Linked DNA regions of Arachis hypogaea: all the other regions are linked to region 1. A link is a contact called in public Hi-C data. All regions are on one chromosome and are shown on one strand. The core of a region is the stretch at or near the end of the contact, and the rest is flanking DNA. Distances in the headings are between cores, read along the strand shown.

Region 1 (4,644 bases), core at 1,107-3,606:
CAGCCAGTGCTCAAAATCCAAGTATAGGTTGTTGTTTTCCCATTCTCCTATATATGATTTTGAAGATAATTAATATAATAATATTTGTTCAATCTCAATCACCAAGGGGCATAAAGAGTAATTAATGTTTGAATTTTTCATGGTGGACTTCTATTATTGATTGCTGGTTTTTGTCATTGTCAAATAATGTTTAAGTTTTATATGCTTGTAAGCTCATGAAATAATTGAGTGATCTATTTTGAGTTTTAGATGTCAATGTATCATTTGGCTTTGAAGCCTAATCAGATAAAATAATCGTGTAGGATTCTTATGATCTGAGTTTTAATGGTTAAGACCTAATTGCTATATATACATATTATAAGGAAAAGATTTATAATGTCATCTAATTTTTTTGACAGCTAACAGATTAATCACGTATCACCTCTGAAAAAAATTAGACAGGACATGTGTTTTCGAATACCAACCTTCGTACAAAAGTGGAAACACAAGTGCAGTCAACTTCACGTGAAGTATCTAACGGTTTTCAGCTATCAACTTCACGTGAAGTCGACTGCACCCGAGTTTTCACCTCGTACAAATATTTTTCTTTAACCACTTAGAATCATGAGCTTTAGAGATATGTATATAGTTATCTTTTACAATTTTATTTGGTGTTGCAAATATTTGATAATAAATCCGTATATCTATTAATTAATAATATGAATTATAACAATCAATTGATTTATGTCACCATTTCCTTTTAACTTTCCAAATTGGTTCAATATTCTCAGTCACTTTGGCCATCATCATGTACTCTGACTAGTGTCTTGAAATATTTCTAAGCATGCTGTTGGAAACACTAAATGAAATAGTAGAAGAGTAGATGCTTGTAATGTTATGACATCCTTTAAAATAATTAATTATTCTTCCTAGTTTTATAGCATACTGACGTAACTACGTAATCTTGCTGCTTTAGACACATCTTGCTTCTACTAGGTACAAGATGCATGATCAATTTAGCAGATGTCTCTTTCATATATGTAGAGATTAAATAATTACGCAATTTTGATATAATATTGTTTCTGTATAATTTTTTTTAGGGGGGTTATACCAAGTATTAGACTTGTAATGTGATTTTGATTCAAGTAGAGACAGAATATATATTTTTCTTAATATGTAGCTATGCATATGTTCTCATTTCAATAAAATTCCTACATTAATCGCTTTATGTAGCTGTCAAGGATCTAAGTAGTTAGAGACATCTTTTCGGGTGGAGGAGAGTGAACTAAAGAATAGGCCAAAGTTGAGTGACAATGGTATTCAACCCAGAAATAAAGCAATTCCTGCTGTATATGACAGGCTTTATACCTCCGAAGCCTAAGCCAAAGCTTTGGGTCGAGATTTTCGTACAACTATCTCTTTTAAAAAGCTTAAGTTATATCCATAAAATCAGTCTAAATAGTTTAAATTTATTTTTTTTAGTGACAATTAATAAACGCTAAATAAAATAAGTTTTGAGTTATTTGGGTTGATCTTTTTGTCTCTCAAACGTTAAAATATGGACAATTAATGATGTTTAGAGAAAAGAATAATTACCTCAAAGAGATGATCTAGGAAGAAGTGGGTGAAAGAAGCAGCTGAAATCAACAAAAAGCATTGCATCCTTGTGAGGGGAACCTGCTACAAAGTAAGAAACATCATCATAAACTCAAATCATTATTCACCTCATCACTTGGTAGAACTAGAGAGTGACTGACCCTTGAAACAGAATCAAGAAGGTGATTGTGAACAAGATAAGATGACACCCTGGAGTAGAGAACACAAAGAGGGAGTCCCAATATAACAACATAGAACAAAGGATGGTGGATGAGAGTGGCCATGGCAGATCCAACAGCATCAGCAGGTCCACCAAAGAGTGACCCAAGCCACTCCGAGAAAGAACCGATGTCCGGTCCGAAGAAGGCGTTGATGGTGTATGTGAGTGTGTGGTGAGGGCTGAATCTTCCATTGGAGACAGTGGTTAGAGCCAAGCTAGAACCCATGGCATACATCATGTGAGCACCAGGGCCTGGCATCTCAACAAAAACAACAAGAACAAAATCAGAAAATTAAACAGATCTATTTAGATCTCGATGTTAGTTAGGTACATACATAAGCTTGTTCTTTTGCTGTTTGCTGAATTGAGTAAAGTAGTTAATCTGAAAAGGGTAATCTAAACTACTGCGTCATCAGTTAATGTTGGATTGTTCACTGTTGTTATTACTTATTACCGGTTTCAGTTGCTTCGAAATTTAGTTTCTACTTCCATGTAAGGCAAAAAATGATAGTAGTTACTCCCAAGTGTTTTTTTTTGTGAACCACCACGTTATCCAAAAATAGAAATTAGTTCATGTATAAATTAAAAGAAAGATTGTAAACTCAGTTATTATCACACATTTTTCAATTTTTTTAATTCTTTCTAATGTACTTTTTTCTTTTAAATGAAAGAATAATTCAACAAGCAATTATTTAAAATATATTTTCAGGTTTCTGATTATAAAATTTGTTACGATTGTAAAATTGATAAATACTAATTAAATTCTTTTTTTTTGCTATTTAATTTTTAAAATAAGGATACCTAACTAATGTTTTGTTTCTTAATTAAAAAAATTAAAATAAAAAATAATACTCTCAAATATTATAATATCCAATATTGTACCATTTAGTGTTTATAAAATTAAAATTATATTAGATAAACATATAATATTATAATTTTTTTAAAAATAACCAATTAATAAAATAAATGATGATAAACATTATATTTGGTTAGGTTAAAAGTTCAATTTGTATTTAATCCCTATACTAGTGTAGCAGGCCCAAAAATTATTTGTGTAGCCTAAACAATAAAAAACCCAAGTGTCTGAATCATAGCTATTTGGACCAAACTCATAGTCCAACACATTGCCTTCACGAAAAAGGAAAAAAATCTTGTTGCTGGTAAAACTTTATTAATTCGGGTAAAGTACAGAGAAAAAATAGGGAGTTTATCTTTCGATCAAATATCGAAGAAGAAAGAAGAAAAAGCAAAATTTTAAAGGTAATGTCAACTTAATGGAGCGAAAATTAAAATGCTTAAATCAAATATAATCAGAAAAAAAAAAGTAAAAAGTTTTCATTATCATGCAAGTTAATTACTTGTTGAATTCACTTTTTTTCTGTACATGCATTTCGGGTAACAAAAAGAAAGTGGATATTACTTTCTTCTGGTGTAAATTAATAGTTGACATTTAAATTTGGGGTCAAAGCACAAGATTAAAAGTTTGGATTTAGCAAACTCATTGAGGAACCCAAATCAATGAAGTTGCTGCTGCTCATCTCTCTTCTGTGCAGTTTAACTCTGATCTTAATTCCTGATTTTCTAATCTGATTTATGAAAAAAAAAAGGAAAAGACTTCATTTAGTTCAAGGTTCAATGTGTTAACTCAGTTCAATAAAATCTAGCCTTGGCAACCTTACTCCATACAAAAAGGAAAAATCAACTTCAGTTTGCTCGAGGAGAGAGAACCCAAATTCTAATTTCAGAGAATTCTCACAACTCAAAGTTTGAAGTCTAATCAACTTTAGGTAGGTCATATTTTGTTTGTTACAAAAAGGTACGATAATGTATATGGTCTCACTTTAGAGGAACTTAGAGATCAAAATGTAACATGCTTTATCACCATAGATTCTAAAAAATACTTATGGCATAAGAGATTAGGACATGCAAGCATGGTTTAAATCTCCAAGCTTGTAAAAAATAAAAATTAGTTAGGGTCTTCCTAAAATTAAATTTGACAAAGACATTACTTGTGATACTTGTCAAATGGGTAAACAAACCAAATGTTCTTTCAAGTTAAAGGAAGATATCTCAACTAAAAGACCTTTGAAGTTGCTACACATTGATCTTTTTTATTCCACTAGGACTCAAAGTCTAGGAAGAAAATACTATGGTTTGGTTGTGGTTGATGACTATTGATGAGCAGATAATTTATACGCTTTTTGGCACTGTTTTTACATAGTTTTTAGTATGTTTTATTCACTTTTTACTATATTTTTATTAGTTTTTATGCAAAAATCACATTTTTAGACTTTACTATGAGTTTGTGTGTTTTTCTGTGATTTCAGGTATTTTCTGGCTGAAATTGAGGGACCTGAGCAAAAATCTGATTCAGAGGCTAGAAAAGGACTGCAGATGCTGATGGATTTTGACCCTCCTTCACGCGAAATAGATTTTCTGGAGCTACAGAAGTCCAATTAGCGCGCTCTTAATTGTGTTGGAAATTAGACATCTTGAGCTTTCCATCAATATATAATAATCCATACTTTTACCGAGTTGAGATCACACAAACTGGCGTTTAACGCCAACTTTCTACCCTATTATGGCGTTAAACGCCAGAACTGGCATAAAAGCTGGAGTTAAACGCCCAAACTGGCACAAAAGCTGGAGTTAAATGCCAAGAATAGCCTCTATACGTGAAAGCTTCAATGCTCAGTCCAAACACACACCAAGTGGGCCCCGGAAGTGGATTTCTGCACTATCTATCTTAGTTTACCCATTTTCTGTAAACCTAGGTTACTAGTTTTGTATAAAAACTACTTTTAGAGATTCATTTTGTACCTCATGACATTTTACATCTGACTTTGTAT
Region 2 (4,644 bases), core at 1,118-3,617, 230 kb before region 1:
CCACTGCATTCCTCTTCCCGCACGTGGTTCCTTCATTCACCAACTCCACCAGAGAAGGAACCACCTCAGGGTTTTCCCCTACCACCTTTCTATACTCCCTCACTGACGAAAGGTAGAAAACAGTAGCCGCCGCAACTTGCCGTGCTTCGAGGCTGAGCCCTTTCTTTAAAACCGTTAGAATCGGTTTCAGACCGTTAGAATCCATGATGTGCTGGGGCCCAGTGGCATGCTTAGAAAGCTTCATCAACGCGGAAATTGCGTTTTCCTGTGTGGATTTCTCGTCCGTGCAGAGAAGAAGATCAAGCAGAGGCGGAATTGTTCCAAGTTGGATCAAGCACGCTCTGTTGAACAGATTGGACCTAGCAAGTAACCGAATCTCGTAAGCGGCTTTGGATTTCTGTTTGTCCGTACCGAAGGCGAGCATCCGTGTGAGGAACCATGAGACGAACTGCATGGCGTGAGCGTTGGCCGCACTGCCTGGTAATATTGTATTGGCTAAGTCGCGGTTACGGTTGGTTGATTTTGAGAGGGAAATGCCGTTATCATTGCAGAACTGTTGGATGAGTCTCTTGAGGGTTGTGTTTGGGACGAGTTCCGTGTTTGAGAGATTCTCCCCTGTTTTAGGGCATATGGTGTTCCCTGCTTTCAGCCATTTCTTGATGGAAGCTCTGTCGTACGTTTGTCCAGTTGTAACCGTCACGGGATCCGTCATCATCTCCAGAGATATTGGGCAGCGAAAGTCCTCTGGATTGACGGACGTCATCATTTCCGTGCTCATTCTCGTTTCTGATTTCTCTCTGTTATTGCTAATTTCTAGTGTTTCGAAGATCACTACCCTGCAGTAGCTCATCAACCCTAACAAGCTACTCAATAGAGGAGCGTCTCGCTCATGCTCTCGCTCGTTGCAGTTACTGCATTCTAAAGCGACTTCTTCTTCTAAAAGATTTATCTCTCTGTTACACTCGTTCCACGTCTTGATTTCTAGGTACTCGATGATCTCTTTCAATGCATTCTTATCCACTTCGATTCCTTTTTCCAACTGTTTTAGAATTGAATGAACACTCTTGCTCATGTGCTCGTCTTTAGGCTCGTGCTCCATCTTTGCTTTCCTCGCTTGCTTCGCCAGCAGCTCCACCAGCTCCCTCACCTCGCCGGATACCTCGATTTCGTGGAGAGGAAGAACGTCGAGGGAAGTCGCCACTGCGCGAACTAGGGATTGAAACAGGGAGGCCACGTGGTTGGACTTGGCGAGAAGCAAGAGGCGCGCGCCTTGAAGTACGCAATCTTGCAGCAAGAAGTGGATCTTCTGAAACGTGAAGTGAAGTTCCGAGAGGCTGAGGACGGTGGATTGAGGGATTGGTAAGCTTCGTTCTTGAATTTCGAGAAGGAAGAAGAGGATGATACTGACTTGGCGGATTGCTTCTCTTGCGTTTCGTCTCTGTGTTGCGAAGAAGCTGTGTTGGTAGTTGCATATGTTCTGGGAGAGGGTAACAAGGGAGGAAATGAGGGTGTTCGGAGATATCCCTTCGCAAGGGTGCACCGCCGGTAGTGATAGCACACGGCGGTCCCTTTGATGAATGAGATTATTACTATTGTTATGATTCATTTATCTAAGTAGTAAATGGAATAATAACCAATTTTCTAGTGTTTATTACTCTCTCCGAGTGTTTTGGGAGTTGGATTCAAGTTCCAACCCGAATTATTATAGGAAGGGATATAGTCGCATTTTGTGCTGAGTGCTGACTGGATTATCTTGTGGACACGTGGCGTGTATCTGTGAAGGAGATCTGCTGTGAGTTGACTAGGATGAAGAGTAGGGAATGCAGAAAGAGATTCGTCTGATTTTTGGAGGAAAAGGGACACGTGGATAGGTGAGTTTTATTTTTTTTATTATTTTTTTTGTTGTGAATGTTTGGTTAATGGTTGCTTAGAAGGTGGGAAAGTAAAGATAGCAAATGGGTAAGTGGATTGGGATTTAGGTTTGGGAGGGGAGAAGAACTAAGAAGTGATGGCTTGTGGGACCCATGAACCGACCTGACAGGTGGAGTAATCGACTGCCGACGTGTGCTGCAGGGAAGGTCTTGAACGTTACTTTCGCAGTTTCACTTTCTCTCACTCTGCTGTTAACTTGCTGGCCTTGATTCATTAACTAAATGTTAGTTACGTCCAATTGAGGTTCAATCATGGTTTACGAATAACAACAACCATGCTTAGTTAAATACTGCCACGTTTATGTCTTTTTTTTCAAAATTGTACGCTTGCAAATCAATATTGATTATTAATTCTTATGGTTTAGGGTCAGTTGTGCATGCAATGCATGAACAGATTGCACGGCCGCAGTACAAGGTAATAATTAAGGAGACACGGAGTTTAATTAGTGGTTTCAGGTAATTTTTGTTAACCCATTTGTTCGTGCTCGAAGGGATGTCACAATTTGAAGAAGTAGAGACAAAAAATTCTAACTTCGTTAAATGCAGAATCAGATTAGATAAGCAACAAGTAAGATACTCTAAGGCTAAAATTAATAATGTATTAGATAATAAAATAAATTTTATTTACTTGTTAGTTGTTTCTCTTTTTCTAGTCTGTTCTTTAGAATTTTTTTTTTTTTTTTGCAATGAGTGCTTATTGTAGTACATTATTACCAAGATTTTACAGTTATAGAATTTAGTGGCATAGTCATTATGGTATCTAACCTTATTCTGTGAAGTCAGTTTATAGCCTTGATTGCTTCGTGCTTCATCCATTATCTTTTCTTTTATCTAGAACAATGCTCCCAACTCGGATTCTTAGACCCGAGTCCTAGGATCTTGGGTATTCGAGTTTACAAAGTCATGCCGATTTTAGATAAGAATTTCGTGGAATTTATTGAAGGAACCGAACAGTTTTTTTAATTTCAAAAGCAGTTCTAATTCCCTCATTCCACAATTCGATAGTTCTACTCTCTCTTTCTCTCTCTCTCTCTGTAATAAATGCAATTTTAGTTTAAAATTAAATAGCCTTTTATTATTTTTCTCTTTACCTTTTATTTCTATCTTTTATCAAAATCTTTCATTTTCATCTTTTACCAAAACTCTCCCATTCGTGCGAACAGTGTCCTCTTCTTTTCTATACACGAGTAGTTTCTTTTCTTTCTATATTTCTCCCTCGTCAAGTTCATTGTCGCCGACACTCCTTCTATCACATTTTCAAGATTAGTGATTCTGATACCTCGCTGTTCTTGCATGCGATTTTTTCTTTTTAAAATTCTTTCCTGTACATGAGTTTTTATGCATTCTTCATGTTTGTTGATGTTATTTTGGTGCTGTTTTAAAGTTTTTTCTCACATTTGCTTTGTTTATTTTTTTTATTTAGGCCCAATATAGTTGGAGAACCATTATTTGAGTTTTTCTCAAATCATTGATGATTTTGCTTGTCCCCACTGTTTATGCTTTTCTGGATTTGTTTTGTATCTTTGAGATATCCAAAATTTTGTAGTGCTTAGAATTTTTGCTTTCTGGTAGTGGTAGTGATGTAGTGGTGGTGCCCTTGTAGGTGATGGCTAGGAAAAGGTTATTGCGACTCGTGGGCGTGGCGGTGCTGATTTGCCGAGGCCCTGACCTGCTCCTATTAAAATGATGAATAGCAAACTCGAGGTTGACATCTATTTTTGGGTGTCTGAGGAGATTCAAACCACTCCTTCCACTATCACTCAAGAAGAGTTTGATAATCTCCGAGAAGCTTGAATTATTTTTTATTCTGATATTAGCAACTTGTATATTTTTTCTGTTCCGAGATTTGAGAACCATCTGTGCCACATAAATGAGCACGCCAGTACTGTCCTGGATTGGTTATGGATGTATGAAACTTTGTTCTCCTGGATTGGGATTTGCTTACCCTTTTTCGATTTTCAGGTGAGCGTTTTGACTCACACGGGGTGTGCCCCTTCGCAACTCTATCCTAATACTTGAGCGATTATCCGAGGCTTTGAGCTCCTGTGCTCATTTTTGGATATCGAACCCACACTTAGGGTCTTTTTCTACTTTTTTGACTTTGACAATTTCTTTTAGGTCTCAGGGTTGCGGGTTCATCTCTTTTCAAGGTGTTTGGAATAGAAGAATTTTTACTTTGTTTAAAGAATCCTATCATGGATTTAAGGAAAAAAATTTTAATATTGAGGGGGTAGAGGGCACCACTCCTTTTTCCTGACTTTGGAAGGTGCTAAGAGATTCAATCTCTATTGGAATTATAATGTCCCTACACCAAAAATTCGACTATCCAGCATGAATGTTGATGAACTCCTCAGCATCAATTTGATAATAATGCTATGGAATGAGTGTCCGATAATTCTAAGGGACGTCCTTATAAAGGAGCAAGCTGCTCGGAACGCCATCGGTAAGCCTTCACTTCTTCGCAGCTTTATTTTATTTTTAACTTCTTCATCTCACAAGTTACTTTTTTGCCTTCATTTCCCAATTGACATGGCAGGGGGACTCGCTGCTATCGCTGAGATGAAGAAAAGGCTAGCGACACAGCCTCCAATCATAGCTTGTGGCGATAGAGTTTCTTCCTCTGCCACTGTTAGTCGTCAAGCACAACCTCGGAAGGTCAAAGCGACTGGGGAGGGGCAAGGTCCCGAGATTCACGTCGTCGAGGAGGATTCTC
Region 3 (4,644 bases), core at 1,393-3,892, 140 kb before region 1:
AATTAAAAAAATCCAAAATCTAAACTCAACAAAAATAATTGTTAGTAAGCTTTGTACTGAATCTACTTTAATATTGGCCAAATTAATTACTGTAGTATTGGTTTCCTAACAGCTAGCTTTACTCTTATATATATTTACACGTATCTTGTTTCATATATTTTTAATATATATATACCTACAAAAAATAAACTACCAAATTAATCATGTATTTGTATATATTACATGTATTATTTTATATATTTTTAATATATATTTTAAAAATATTATAACTCCATTTTCATTTTTGATAATACCACTTCACATACAATTTTTTTATATTGTATGTTGAGATAAATTTGTAAAAAATAAATAGCATTTTTAAAATAAGAATCACAATATCTATTTTCTACTTTTTATATTGTTTAATTACTCTATTGGTCCTTATAGTTTCACGAAATTTTTAATTAGATCTCTATACTTTTTTTTTAATTGAGTCCTTACACCAATTTTTTTTGTTAGGTCTCTATAAAGTTAAGCCAATTACTGCTAAGAGGAACCTAATTTAAAAAAATTTAGTGCAGGAACTCAATTAAAAAAAAGTATAAAGACTTAATTAAAAATTTCGTAAAACTACAAATATTTACAAAATAATTAAACTTTTTATATTCTGACATATATTTTCTATATTCTTCCTATATTTTTAGTGAACTGTAGAGTTTCCCAAACAGAGGTTCAAATAAATGTGTATTTGGTTAGTTGTGTGAATTTGACCTCATGAAAGAGTTTAGCCACATAAAGAGCGGTGAGGGGTGTTTGCTCAGCAGTCTTCAAAATGACAGTGTTACCACAAGCCAGAGCTGGACCAACTTTCCAAGCAAACATAATTAGAGGAAAATTCCAAGGTATGATTTGTCCTGCAACCCCAATTGGTTCATGCAATGTTTGCACGTGATATTTTCCATCAGCCGGTACGGTCATCCCGTGAATTTTATCAGCCCAACCTGCCCAACAACAATTCATTCTTCTTTCTCATACTTAATGTTCTTACCACAAAATTAGTACACATTATTGTTAAGTAATATAAGTTACTGATCTAATACCAGCATAGTAGTGGAACAAACGCACAAACAATGGCAATTCGTCGTTGAAAGATTGCTCATAAGGCTTTCCATTGTTCCATGTCTCTAGAGCTGCAAGCTCTTTACTATGCTTCTCCACCAAATCAGCAAACCGCAGCAATATCCGACACCTTTCCTGAACAAATTAAACGGTGTAGTAATCAATATATCAACTGAGAAAAATAATTTTTCTTTCTTGCTATAATAAGAACAAGGAAGGAAGAAATGGTTTACATAAGCAGTCATTTTAGGCCAGGGTCCTTCATCAAAGGCCTTTCGCGCAGCGGCGACGGCGCGGTTGATATCTTCAGCGTCTCCTTCAGCTACTTGAGCTATAACTTCCCCTGTGCGCGGGTCATAGGTTGGAAAAGTCTTCCCTGATAATACCAAAACAAACAAAATAAAATGGTCGCAAAATTACTTATGAGAAAGTTTGCCAGCATTTTTATCAAAATCTGCCCATACTTAATTAACAAAAAAAAAAGTAATTCCAGTTGAAATTTTATATCATTAAAAATACTAATTATCATTAATTGATGATTACAAATCACAAAACTTATTAGCCTTTATCACTTCTTATTTCAAAAAATTCAAATTATTAGTTAAAAATTTAGAAATATGTGAATGTTTACATATTTAACATAAATAAAATAAAATTGTGTTAAATGTGGAAAGCTAAGTAAAGAAATTAAAGTAGATAGATAGAGTGAGAGACCTGATGCAGAATCCACAAACTTGCCATCTATGAGATGCTGAGTGTAATTGATTTGAACTTGTGGAATAATCACTTCATCAACCGCTGCAGCTGTGCTAAACCTCTTCAATTTTCTGCACCCTCCGCCAGAGTTTCTTCCTGTTGGAAAATACGAACAAAACAGTAACCGCTGCTTTTCGCATAAACACCTTACAATACAAATTAAGCGGAATAATAATGATATATAATAACTGAATCTAGAACAGATGCTCTTATATGAATCTAGAACCACTTATTTAAAGTAACAAAACTCCCTGCAGTTAAAGTTTCTAATTATAACTGAATTAACTTGGTAACAGTACCGAGTGAGTGAAGAAAGGAGTCAGCTCCAGAAGCAGCAGAAAGGGAGCGTGAGAGAAGCCATGAAAGTCTACGAGCTGCCATGGGCAAAGCAATTATCTCTCAAAGACAAATGATTTTGTTGTTGTTTTTGCTTGCTTACTCTGCTTCTTGTTTCTTGTTTCTAGTTCTCAAAAGAAGAAGATGACGATGATAATAAATAAATGAAACAGATTGAAAACTAAGGTACAAATGGTGGCACGATATGAATCGGTAGGTCGCTATTACCGATAACAAAAGGAAAGCAATGGAGTAACTGTCGTTTTGTGCACTTTGCCCACTTTGTGTGGTTTGAAATAAAATGCCATTCTTATGAGTGATAATTCCTATTAACGTGGAAAAGAACGATTAACACACCATAGTAGATGAAACAACCACTCACAAAGTAGTTAGAACATTATTAGCATCCATGGGTTGCTTCAAGTGTAATGTAAATGTTTTCGGGTTGAATGGAATACGTATTTAATTAATGGAGAAATACTAAGTAAACAATGACTATCTTAAATAACATCAACAATCACCAATCAAATAAAAATATGAGAAAGTCTAGAGGGCCAGCAATTTTGTTAAAATTTGGTCGGCACTTAACCATTAAAAGTAAAATAAGTAATCATGCACCATTGAATATAATCTCCCACCGTTAAACACACTTATGATGGCTAATTGATGGTTATATATCACAATTTCTGTTGGTCCTCTAGCACTCCTCTAAAAATATATTACACCTTCATTTAATGCTATTAATTAAATTTACTCTTTTAACCTTATTAATTCACATTGTTCACACATTATTCAAAAGAATTGTTAGTTACTTATACTTTTCCTTAATTAATTTAGGATAGGGGATGCTATATTTTTTTTCAAACACCAACTTTTCAAAAAGTTTTAATAATACTCATAATATTTAATTAGTTTAATTTTATGGAAAATACTATTGTAATGAAGTTTCTTTTTTTTTAGTAGGTACTGAAATGAATTGGTTGTATTGAAAAAGGGACGCATGTTATTGCTGCTACGAGAAACAGACACAAAAACTCAATCAAATCAGTAGTGGCAAGAACTTGTCCGAACTGATGCAGTATATTTATGTTATGGAGTGACATAATTAGCATGATTAATTTATTCTTAGTTATGCTAACAATTGAGTTGGGTTTTTTTTGTGGAAGTTGAGCTCTTATTTTTTTTCAAGTGGTCTAGACTAAAAATATGTATACTTGATCCAAGCAATTTTCGCAAAAGACTTTTTAAGGATAATAATAATAATAATAATAATAATAATAATAATAATAATAATAATAATTGAAGATGTAACTAGCAAGTAGTAGGACTTTGTCTAAAACAAAACTCACATGCAAGAGTGTCCCATTTTTTTTTACGAAGTGGGCCAAAAAAATTAAATGAAGCTTACATTTTTTATATTCATATAATTAAATATTAGAATATTATAATTTAATTTTTCCTGTTAATAATGAATTAAATTATATTTAGAAATTAAAATATTATTATCTAATATGCTTTATTTTGTTTGTATAAAATATGCTATCGTAATTAAAGTTAAATTACATTCAGGAATTAAAAAGGAAAAATAATTTTTGTTAATATTTTGTAATTTGATGATTTAGATTTTTTATTTTTTATAAAAAATTTGAAGAGCATAATAAATATAAAGTAATTAATGAATCATCAAAAGTTTAAAAGAAGAATAAATTTATGAGAAAATAAAACTAACAGAAATATATATTAGATTTAAAAATAAAAATAATTTATATTAATAAATTAATTAAAAGTCAAAATTATACAGATGTCCTGAATAAAAATTGGTTACATACATATCCTAAACAAATTTATATAAATTGAATTAGACAAATTTAATTTTTAGGCATTTATATATAAATTAAATAAGGTTAATTCGATTTATTATGCACAATAGACAGTAAATCGAATACATACATAATAAATAAGTATGAATTTAAATTTTTTATTTTAATTCATACATTAAAAATTTTAAATGTATTTATTAAAATAAAATTTATATTTAGTATTTATAATAATAATTTATATATTTATATGAATATACATAGTTAATAACTTAATATTCACTACAACAAAAGCGCCATTTAGCGGCGGTTATTGGGGCTGCTTAGCGGCGGTTTTCAACCGCCGCAAAACATTTCGTGACGGTTTTCTTAAATGCTGGGAGATAGGACACGGCAAAACGGATAGCGGCGGTTTAAAGTAACCGCTGGAATAACCGCCGCAAAATGCAATTTGGATTTTGTGGCAGTTAGTAACCGCCGCAATATGTTGAAAAAAAAATTGCTATGACCCCGTAACCGCTGCAAAATGTCGAACAAGAGGAAACATGTTATAATTTTGTGGCGGTTCCAAAATCGCCGCCAAACAAAAATTATCCATTAAATTTTATCTTATCTATTTTTTTGCCTATTTTGAGAA

Evidence for each region. A called contact is a pair of places that touch in the nucleus more often than the background predicts.
Region 2: a contact with region 1 is called in a Hi-C map of leaf, with 2.4 times the contacts expected there. The contact joins the promoter of LOC112695576 here to the promoter of LOC112695589 in region 1. A contact is called at or near these places in 2 of 8 Hi-C or Micro-C datasets (leaf and an unstated tissue).
Region 3: a contact with region 1 is called in a Hi-C map of an unstated tissue, with 3 times the contacts expected there. The contact joins the promoter of LOC112695582 here to the promoter of LOC112695589 in region 1. A contact is called at or near these places in 3 of 8 Hi-C or Micro-C datasets (leaf and an unstated tissue).

What each region holds. Positions count from the first base shown.
Region 1 is chr1:87,064,765-87,069,408 of arahy.Tifrunner.gnm2.J5K5, forward strand. It overlaps LOC112695589, which reads right to left and starts at 2,357. Exons shown (of 5, transcript XM_072199258.1): 1 at 2,250-2,357; 2 at 1,737-2,047; 3 at 1,576-1,659; 4 at 1-47. The coding sequence starts at 2,033.
Region 2 is chr1:86,829,784-86,834,427 of arahy.Tifrunner.gnm2.J5K5, forward strand. LOC112695576 (U-box domain-containing protein 19-like) reads right to left here and starts at 2,368. Exons shown (of 1, transcript XM_025747967.3): 1 at 1-2,368. The coding sequence starts at 1,606.
Region 3 is chr1:86,920,609-86,925,252 of arahy.Tifrunner.gnm2.J5K5, forward strand. LOC112695582 (aldehyde dehydrogenase family 2 member B4, mitochondrial) reads right to left here and starts at 2,643. Exons shown (of 11, transcript XM_025747980.2): 1 at 2,154-2,643; 2 at 1,813-1,950; 3 at 1,332-1,474; 4 at 1,080-1,233; 5 at 751-980. The coding sequence starts at 2,235.